Regions from separate parts of the Mus musculus genome. Here region 1 is linked to region 2. The links are chromatin contacts, called in public Hi-C maps. All regions are on one chromosome and are shown on one strand. Each heading gives the region's core, a stretch centred on a gene start, on an enhancer-like site or on the middle of the called end of the contact. The rest is flanking DNA. Distances are from core to core; before and after follow the strand shown. Region 1 holds the start of Kcnf1 (potassium voltage-gated channel, subfamily F, member 1). Region 2 has its middle 44 kb from the start of Kcnf1.

The links. A called contact is a pair of places that touch in the nucleus more often than the background predicts.
Region 1: a contact with region 2 is called in a Hi-C map of cerebral cortex, with 1.8 times the contacts expected there. The contact joins the promoter of Kcnf1 here to the enhancer-like site in region 2. A contact is called at or near these places in 3 of 39 promoter capture datasets (cranial neural crest, epiblast stem cells and macrophages), 2 of 484 Hi-C or Micro-C datasets (cerebral cortex and olfactory sensory neurons), 3 of 115 datasets of contacts at active chromatin or transcription factors (embryonic stem cells and forebrain) and 3 of 9 other capture datasets (embryonic stem cells, liver and pancreatic islet).

The regions. Positions count from the first base shown.
Region 1 is chr12:17,174,198-17,179,006 of GRCm38.p6, forward strand. Kcnf1 (potassium voltage-gated channel, subfamily F, member 1) reads right to left here and starts at 2,691. Exons shown (of 1, transcript NM_201531.4): 1 at 1-2,691. The coding sequence starts at 2,021. The coding sequence ends at 504.
Region 2 is chr12:17,130,396-17,135,909 of GRCm38.p6, forward strand. No RefSeq gene overlaps it. Among named protein-coding and RNA genes, the nearest start is that of Kcnf1, 44 kb to the right of the region's middle. Within about 2 kb of position 2,081, at least 4 of the 459 cell types and tissues checked have an H3K27ac peak or open chromatin away from gene starts, as enhancers often do. A contact at or near this core is called in cerebral cortex, where this site is marked.

The DNA.
Region 1 (4,809 bases), core at 1,441-3,940, 44 kb after region 2:
CTTTCCCACAGAAGGAAGCAGGAGAGTGTCTCCTGGAATGTGGCAAGGCGCCTTGGAGCTGAACCTTGCCTTGCAGCCCTTCTTTAATTAGCTCTCAACTAAAAATAGCTACCCCCCACTCCCTCTGGAGCTGCACACCTCCTTCCTGGCCTGGCACTAGGGTGTGCAGTAGTCACTCTTGGGGTAACCAGCCTGAGACAACCCACAGCACGGAGGGTATGCTGAACAGGAGGTTTTATTGAGGGGGACACAAAAGCAGATGTGAGCTCATGCCAGGCCATCTGATAGCCCAAAGTGGCCCTGTGGCTCCTGCACTCCCCAGGTCCCCTGTACCTGGACAGCTGGCACCCAAGGAGTCTTACCCAGTCTTGGCAAAGGTCTGCTCAGGGGAGGGCTGGAAGACACAAGCAGCTCCTCTGAAACCACAGACGTGCCTACTGACATGTCTACCCAATGGTTTGTCCATCCACAGCCCAGTCCGTCCCTGCCAGGGAGTCCAGCTCTCACTTGCAACTCTGTAGGCGGGTCCTATGATGCTTCTCCTCTGTCAGCAGGGGAATGAAGGTATCGCTGTGTGAGAGCTTCAGCCGGCTACCCCAGCTTGGCCCCTCCCTGGCAGCAGGCTCTGGGGGCAGGGTGTCCAGGTCGCTGCGAGAACCCCCGGGCTTGCCTTCTGCACTGCTGGAGTTGAGCTCCATCAGCTCCAGCTCATGCTTGGCTGCCGTCTCCAGGACACGTTGTTTGTTGTAGTACCTGACAAAGTTGTTAATGATGGGGTGAATGGGCAGGGCAATGGCAATTACCCCACACAAGAAGCTGATGGCTGCGTTGAGCTTGCCCAGAGTGGTCTTGGGGTAGATGTCACCATAGCCCACTGTGGTCATGGTGATGATAGCCCACCAGAAGGACTGGGGGATGCTCTTGAACAGAGTTTCAGGATGGCTCTGCTCCATGGTGTAGCCCAGTGCGGAAAAGACGAAGATGCCCACGGCCAGATACATAAGCAATAGCCCCAGTTCCTTGAAACTGCGCTTGAGGGCGTAGGTGAGGGTCTGCAGGCCGGAGGAGTGGCGGGCCAGTTTGAAGATGCGTGCGATGCGCATGATCCTCAGGGCCTGCACTGCCTGCTGTACGTTGGTCAGCTCCATCATTCTTGCGCCCAGGTGCGTGAGTGTGAGGCTCACATAGAAGGGGAGAATGGCCAGCACATCCACGATGTTCATGAAGGACAGGGCAAAGTGAAGCTTGTTGGGCGATGAGAAGAGGCGCAGCAGGTACTCCAGAGTGAACCAGCCGATGCAAGCCGTCTCTACGTTCTCCAGCGTTGGGTGCTCCACGCGGTTGCCTTCGGAGTCCACCACTTGCAGCTCGGGTATGGTACCCATGCACATGACCACGGAGGAGACAAGGATGAGCAGGAAGGATAGAACCGCCACCACCCGCGCAGGGCATGAAGACTCCGGCTTCTCTAGGAACTTCCAGACACACTTCTGGCAGCGGCGCCAGCGGCCCTCAGCAGCGTCAACACCCAGGTCGTCCAAGATGAGCTGCACCCTGCGCGCGATCTCCTCCAGCTCCTCGCGCTTCTCGCTCAGATGGCTCTTGCAACAGTCATCCAGGAATTTGAGGTCCACCTTCCAGAAGTCCATCTCGTTCTTGAAGCAGATGGGGCAAATGCCCTTCTTCATGTGGACCTCCCCGAAATAGTATACCTCAATGACACACTTGAACGCGTCTGGGTCCCGGTCAAAGTAGAATTCGCGCTTGCCCGGATCGTAATCGTCGCACAGAGAGAAGATGGTGTCGTAGCCCCCCGCCAAACAGTTGATGAGCTCTGCCAACCGGGTCTCAGGGTACTGGCTGAGCAGGTCTCCGTAGAGCACCTGCCGCACGCCCCCCACATTTACCACGATCTCAATGTCTTCGCCTGCCACGGAGTCCTGGCTGCCTGGCTCCGGGAGGCTTTGCTCAGCAGATGCGTCCATGCTCCCCGCGGGTTCGCTTGCAAGCCCCGGTTCCATGAGCCCTGCCGCAGCCGCTGCCAATGCGAGGCCCTAGGGGACAACAACCACCTGCCGGAAAAGGCACTCACAGCGGGCGGAGGCAGGCTGGGGCGCGCCGCAAGGGAGCCATGCACCCAGTGGCGGGGCTGCACGCGGGCATCCAGGAGCGCTGGCGGGGGACTCTGCGGCCGGTGGCCTCCGGTGACACTCACCCACGGGCTCCTTCAGCTCGGTCCGGGACAGGACTTGGTTCTTCTCGTAGGCAGCGTCCTCCTTCCCCGGTTGAGCGGCAGAGGTGGGTCAGCCCGAGAGCTGCGCGATCCGGGCTGTATAGAGAGCTAACTTGGAGTGGCTTTGCCGGAGCGGGTCCGAAACACAATAGGAATTCCAGCCTGACGTCAAACGCTTTGCTACTGTACCCTCTTCTGGTGAGATTTCGCACCGCACGCGCTGCAGCTGCCCAGGAATGAGTTAACCCTTGGGCAGACCTGCACAGCTGCCGCCGCCCTGCCACCGGCGCCACCCGCTGAGTCTGAGGGCTCAGAGGTTAAGATCCAGAGCTTTAAGGCCAGCCCGGCTCAGGCTGCCAAATCCCTCCTGCCCAGCTAGGTGAGAGAGGAAAGAGAACCTCTGTTGCTTACCAAGTCCCTCAAGGGGCAGCCGCGCACTCCTTGGGCACACTCCTTCTGTCCTAGGCTTCGGTAGGCCCTGGATAAGTCCTTGACACTCCTAAGCACTGCCCTGCTGGTGGTGGTGTGACCTTGTACCACAACTTGTCCCAGCCTTCACAATAAAGAGGAAATTGCTTCAGGTCACAAGATGAAAAGGGAGGAAAGCTTAGCCATCACTTCACCCAGGGTTCTCCTGCTAGCCTAGCTGCTAGCTTCCAGCAGGACAACATCATCACCATTAGCTCCCAGAGCCTTGGATTCCTATGACCCCTGTGCCCATAACCCCCTCTACTTTGAGAGAAATCAGTTCTTCCAGTTGGATGCCCCTATATTCCCTCTCATCTTTCCTGAGGCAGAGAACATCTCTGGTTCAAATCCAGGTTCTTGACCATCGGGGTTATCAACCCTGGATCTAGCTATGGCCTGGAATTGGATTTAAAAACATAAGCTGGGCCGAGATGTAGCTCAGTTTGGTAGAGTCCTTTGCCTAGCATGCATAAGGCCCTGTGTTTGTTATCCCGTACCACATAAACTGGGCTTGGGATGTGGGGGTGGGGGTGAGGTGGGGGTGAGGTCTATGATCCAAGCTTTCCCTCACTTAGGAAAGGAGGGCAAGGTCAGAAGTTCAAGGTTATCCTCTAGAGGTGGAAGCTATCCTAGGCTAGGGATTCTCTCATACACACACACACTGACACACACACACACACACACACACACACACACACACACACACAGTTGGAGAGATGAACAGGAAGAGCCAGTAAGAGGGGTGAATAGGACAGTTAAGCTATTCTGTTTGATTGTGTGGTGGCAAACATGTCATTCACACTTGTCAAAACCCACAGGATGCACAAAAGCAAGAGGGGGTCCTAAAGGACACTTTGGCCATGTGGGTAATGACAGATGCTCCATTCCTGGAATTTCCTCCACTGTGACAAGCATTTCACTCCTACAGGGATGTTGACAGTAGAGGGAGGGGGTACTGATTGTGGGGGAAGCTGTAGAGACAAGGGTCTGGGAAACTGCATTTTTCTGTACAAATTTTCTGTGACTCTAAAACTGCTTGTTGAAAAAGACCATTAAAATGTGTTCTGTAAGCTGGATTTCTTAGCCGCTCAAGACCATGCCTGTTTATGAATCATGAAACTGGTATACTGGGCCACTAGCAGTATTTTCTTTAATGGGGTGATATAAAAGTCAGATGCAGTAGAATACAGTACACAAATTTTTATTAGGGAAATATTTTAACAATTTTGATTTTATTTCCATTTAGCACCTCTCCATGGTGTGTTACTCTGAATAGGAAATTGAGGATGAGAAAGGTTGAATGGCAATAACAGTGAACACTAATATAAGAGCACTGTACCCCTAGCACTCTGGGTGCCATGTGTGTGTGTGTGTGTGTAAATATATATACATTATATGTGTGTATATGTATATATACACATATGTGTATATATATGTGTGTGTGTATATGTATATATACATATACATACATACATATATATATATATTTTTACTCAGTTACCAGCTGCTCTCTGAGAAAATAAGGTATCAAGTAACTGCCACCATCACCCACTGCACTTGGGATTTAGTCTGCTAGGCTCCAAGGCCCCTTTCCTTGGTAGGCAACCAGCCCACCATCTCCACACCCTTGGGTCCATATTGTCTGTGCTAGTGCTCCTTGCCCTGTCCTGTTCTTCTACATACCAGCAGAGTCCAGTGCAAAGAGCATCTAAGTCTGAGCTTTATGGGCTTAAAAAAGCCATCCTTGCTCACATGTTCAAATATTTACTGAGGTTCTGTGCATGTATACATGCCACACCCACCCTAGGTAAGCATAGAATTCATAATCTACTGGAGAGATAGATAGATATGTATATTTATATATACACATATATAATACACACATATATATAATACACATAGATATATATCTACATATACATATAGATAGATATATAATAAGTATAGTTAGGGCATAACAAGAGAGGGAAGAATTATGGGGTGATGCTTCCTGAATTCCCCCAAAAGTGATGCATAAAAATTGGATATGGTAGAGACAGGAGGATTAGGGGTCCAAGGCTATCCTTGGCTGCATAGTGAAATTGAAGCTGGCCTGGGGTACAATGCAC
Region 2 (5,514 bases), core at 831-3,330:
TCTGCACTTATAAGAAAATGAACTGGACATTTTCAATGGCAGGGAGAGAGACAGACACACTGAGGCAGAGAGAGAAGGAATATCCTGGAGTCCCTTGGTGTTGCTGAGGTCTGGAGGTATCCTCTGATTTTCATACATCGAAACAACCATCAATGTGACAGTGTTGACAGATAAGGCCATTGGGAGATGACTAAGCCACCATCATTATCATCACCAGAGGGCCTCATGTTCTTGTGAGGTCACAGAAAGGAGTTCCTAGCCCTTCCTCCCTCCACCTTTCCTCGATGCTAAGGGTGTAGTAACCTGGACTTCGATCGGAAGCAGAGAAAACTCACTATAGACATTGCCTGCAGGGTTGTTGATCTTGATGTGACAAGTCTGCTTTGAGTGTCTGCTGCTTATAGATAAGGTCTATATCCTACCCGCTTAGATACAGGTCTAAGTATTTTGTTACAGTGGCAGGAGTGGGCAAGGACACCAATGTGCTGCCTGGATGATACTCACAGTAAAGTGACCTTTTCCAGGTGCCACTAAAGCTTGGCTTCATCTGCTATAACCAGGGGCCACCACAGAGCCCTTGTGCTGTAGACAGACAGACAAAGAAGCAGGGGACCTGTCTAAATCTCAACAGGTCTTCTGGGGAGCAGTAGGCAACAGAGATTAGCTGATACACAGCCAAGTGGAAGGAGGTAGCAGGGGGAGACATGCCCTGTGGCACAGCAGGGTGGACATTACTGAGATTGGGGGATTCATAGCAAGATGACAACCAGGCTTGAGGAAGAAGCTCAGAGCCACTGGCAAGCTAGTCACATCCTTAGAGGAGTACCCTTAATGTCCCCAGAGTGGAAGTGTCCTCAAAACGACTTTCTAACTGTACCAGGCACCATAGAGGACCATACCCTCCCCTGGGGACTGGCCATCACAAGCATGAGTTTGCTTTGCCTGTATTATAGGGCAGCCAGCCTCTCTTCCCTTGATAAAGCATCCATGGGGACCTATGACAATGTGTCATTTGCACCCCAAAGTCTAAGTATAAAACAAAAGATGGGCAGAAGCTACCATGGGAAGAGGAAAAGGAGCATTGTCAGGGCGTTGACAGCCCTGGTTATCCTTAGAGTCGCAGAGAATGTTTGAGGGGGGGTGCATTTTATTTCCTTATTAAAAAAAATTACCTAGTGATTACTGAGATGAGGAAGTGGTAGCTTGGTCTTCCTGGATACTTTGAACAAATGACATTAAGCCCGATGCATGTTACCTGAGGCTGCCTGCAGCACAGACCCGTGAGAAGACTAGACCAGAGTCCGTGAAGCATGGGTCTGTAACCTGGTTCGTCTGTGGGTTGGTCACGTGACCTCAGGCGAGCACCTAATTACCCCTGGGCCTCAGTTTTTTCAACCGCAAAATAGGGTGCACCTGTCATCTTTCGAGGCTGGTGGCTCTTGTGTTGAAGGACTGGTCTCTAGGTTATGGGTGCTATTATGAAGCAGTAGTATTGGGAATCGGGGCTTAGTGGAAGGGAGTTGGTCATTGAGGAACAGCTTCCCTCTCCCACCCACCCCGAACCTTGATGTTCTGCCTCAGCACAGACCCAAAACCATGGGTTCAAGCTACTGTAATGGAAACTGTGAATCAGAAGAAAACTTGCTTCACAGTTGATTTCCTTGAGTATTTTGTCATAGCATTGGAAAGCTAACACACCATTCGATGACGAGAACTGCACATGGTGTGTGACAGACACCCTGACAGTACAGGGTGACAACTGAGGCCTTGCAAGGAAGTGGGCTCCTCACATTTAGCCCATCCTTAATAATCCCTGCTCACTCTCCCTTCCAAGAAGAGGCAGGCAGTGCAAGAGCCGTATCTTTTCCAATATTCTAATTTGATTTAAATTGACTTTCACGCAGAATGAGGCCAGCTGGGAATCTATATAGAGGGCTGGTCGGTCCCACGCAGCTGACAAAACAGCCCAAAGTGGGTATCTTTGCCGAGTTTTACTAGCCCTCTCTCTCCCTACTGCCTTTAGAATTCCACCTTTAGAGCGTCAATCCTCCATTCTAAAACGTGTTGTGTAGCAGTCTTGTCTGTGCTTGTGTGCTGATCCCCTGAAACTACAGCAGCCGAATGCACTGTTTTCCACATCCCAGCTCTGCCTGGAAGCAGCTGCATGCCCAGACTCCTCCCACTCAAACTCCTCCCACTCAAACTCCTCTTAAGCATGGTTGCTTATCTCTATTGTTATTAGGTACCTTTCCCTGTCTGCTCGGTTTGTCTGAACTAAAGCTGAGGGCACCAGTTCTCTGGGTGATGAGAGATCTGATGGAGATGCTGTGACAGGAAGTGGGACCTGGAGCATGGCAACTGGGCTTCCGATGAGAGCGGCCTTGTTGTGGCTGCCCTCAGCACTATAGATGACTCCCACACTGAGCGTTTTCTATCAAGTGCTTGGGGGTCATGATATCTGGCAGGCAAATGCCAATGCCTCCAGTAGGCTGCCCTACCCATAGACTCTCCTGCTCACTCGTCTAGATCCTGCCAGTGGGAGCTAAGCTGTGTATTCTTGAATGGCTTAAAAATAAGTCCAGTTTCTATAAAACCCATAAATATATGCTAGTTAAAAATGAAAACAGACAAACAAACAAAAACAAACCTTTAAAAACAATCAGACTGAGTCATGGAATGAGCCTTCACCATCATTCTATTTCAGAATAGTTTGTGTTCATATAGAGTAGACTTTAAAGACTGAGATGGCATTCATGACCCCCATAGGTGAGTGTCTATCAGAATCAGGGGCCTTTCTACTATCAGGGACACTCACTCTCCTAGTTGACTGTGTAGAGAATCATCTGCATACCGACTGGGGGCATGATAGAGAATGGTAACTTTGGGTACTGTAGTGAACCTGAGACCTGCAAAGACCTACATGTGCCCCACTGGTCTTTCTCAACAAGTCATGAGCCTCCCCGCCCCCCTGCCACCCCAAGCAAAGTAAGGAGTCCTACAGATATGTCACTGCAAAAGTCAGGCACAGAGCAAGCACCAGCGAATGGAAGTCTCTATCCCTCCCTCCCTTCTTTTTACCAAGCAATGGGCAGGCACAAAGCTGCTGAATGGATAAACATTGAACAGCTAAAAGGAGCCAGTTTCAGTTCCAAACGGTCCCACGTGGAGGCGGCCTACACACTTGTGTAGAGTTGGAGAGGGCTGTCCAAATCCTGTTCTTTGGCCGTGAGCTGCATGGCCTGATGTGAGTATTCAGTACCATCCTGTGTGGAATGGGGTAGAAGCCATCTACCTGGTGCTCTAGTGAGGATTTAGAGAGACTATACAGTATCTTATGCCTTTTTGAAGAGAGATTAGGACACATGATCAGTCTGTCAGACCCACCAGTGCAGGAGGCTAGAGCAACAATTCCTGGGACTCTCCTCCCAGAGCCAAGGTCTCTTAGAAGCATCACTGTGGTGACAGTGCAAGAGGATGACATACCTGTCATCATCCCAGAAGGCCTTACAGAGAGGGGTGGCCTCGATGACGGAAGGTAAGACTACTAATTTTGGAAGTTGATAAACTGAGGATGACCAGCTCAGACATGTGCGTGGTCTCTGAGGGACCAAGAAGGCATCTAAAGAAGTGCCCTGGCTCAGAAGGTCACCACGTTTCGACTCCACCCCATGGCAAATATGAGGACTGAAAAAATTGGGGTAAACAGTGCTGGAATGTAGACCTTACCCTGGCACATTCAAGTCAAGGGACCTGTATAAAATGATGTCGAACCTCTGTCCCAGCCTCCCCTTCCCTGATGGTGTAGCCATCCTAGAACAGCAGTTCTCCACCTTCCTAATGCTACAACCCTTTAATACAGTTCCTCATGTTGTGATGACCCCCAACCATAAAATGGTTTTCACTGCTCTTTCACAACTGTAATTTTGCTACTGTTACGAATCATAGTGTAAATCTTTTTGGAGATAGAGGTTTGCCAAAGGGGTTGTGATCCACGGGTTGAGAGTCACTATCCTAGCAGGAAGCCTGCACATTGCCTTCCTCCACACACCCTTGGAAATGAGTTAACCACTGAGTACAGAGTGAGCCTGGACAAACAAATCCCAGGAAGGGAAGGACTGTGGACACCTTTGTCCTTTTGCTCCTTCTGTGTAAATGAAACCCTCCCCCGAGTGCCACAGACAGTTGAGGGGGCTTCCTGCACTGCTCGGGTCTCCTCTAGGTGATTAGAGACATGTAGTGGCTGCCCTATATGGTCATGCAAATTCCTCCTGAATGCCCTAGACGATCGGCATGGCCCGGGAGCAAGAGGCATGAGAGAGATCATTTTAGGAGTGGAACCCTAGTGGCACCTGAGGCTAGAGTGAGGTGGGCACTGTGCCCAGTAGTGGGTCAACTGAGACTGTGGTGATGAGTCAGGGCACTACAGTAAGAGAGGACCAACTGCCGGAAGATGCAGGGAGGGATTCCACGTACATTTTAAGCCTCTGGGTGTCCACATCTAGCCACATGACAACTCAGGCGAGTCCTCCACTGTGTGACCCAGCACATACATGGACTCACCTCTGCATTCTTTCTGCCCTCTAGTAATATCTAGGAATTCTGCCCAGACATCTCAAAGGGCGTGCCCTGACTTCTGCTCCTCCCATTTCCACATCCTGGGCCCCTGTGTGCATGTTTCTGATCTTAGAACACAGTGTACAGCTCCATCGGCCCCTGAACCTTGAGACAGAGTCTCCTGAATAATTCTGAATTTCCCTGGTTATATCACCATTCTGCTTCCTTTAGATAATTAAATACCTGAGAGTGTGTACTTAATAGCAATGTATGGTTCTGGAAACTGCAGGTTCCAGGTTGGCATCTAGTCATGATGTTGCTCACACAGTCCTAAGGTATCACATAGTAATAGATGGGTGGTGTGTGTGTGTGTGTGTGTGTGTGTGTGTGTGTGTGTGTGTGTCTTCTGGTCAGTAATCTCTAATCTCTCTGTCTCTCTCTCATTCTCCTTCTCTCTGTCTGTCTCTGTCTGTCTGTCTCTCTCCTTCTCCCTCATCTGTGTAGAGAACACCCATGTGAAGCCAGAGGATGATATTCAGTGTTTTACTCTATCAACCTCTGCAGTGTCTTTGAAACAGAGTCTCTCATTGAACCCAAAGCTCATTGTTCTTTGGCTAGGTTAGCTGTCCATCAAGCTGTAGGGGCTCACCTACCTCAGTCTTGAGGTTACAAGTGCACATGGCCATAACCAGCTAGTTTTGTTTTTATGTAGGAGCTAGGGATCTAGACACAAGTCTCCATGCTTGCTCCACAAGTGCTCTTTCCCACTGGTCGTCTCCCCAGCCCTCGTTCTGACAAACCACCACGATTCAGCAATGAACAGTCTACACTGATGACTCCCTTCAGCAGTCACAGTGAGACCCTACATAGTCACTACCCCACAGTGGTAATTAAACTTTAGTAGGAGAGGCTTTGAGGGATATTCTAGCCACAGCCAAACTGTAGCTGGTGTTTGCACAG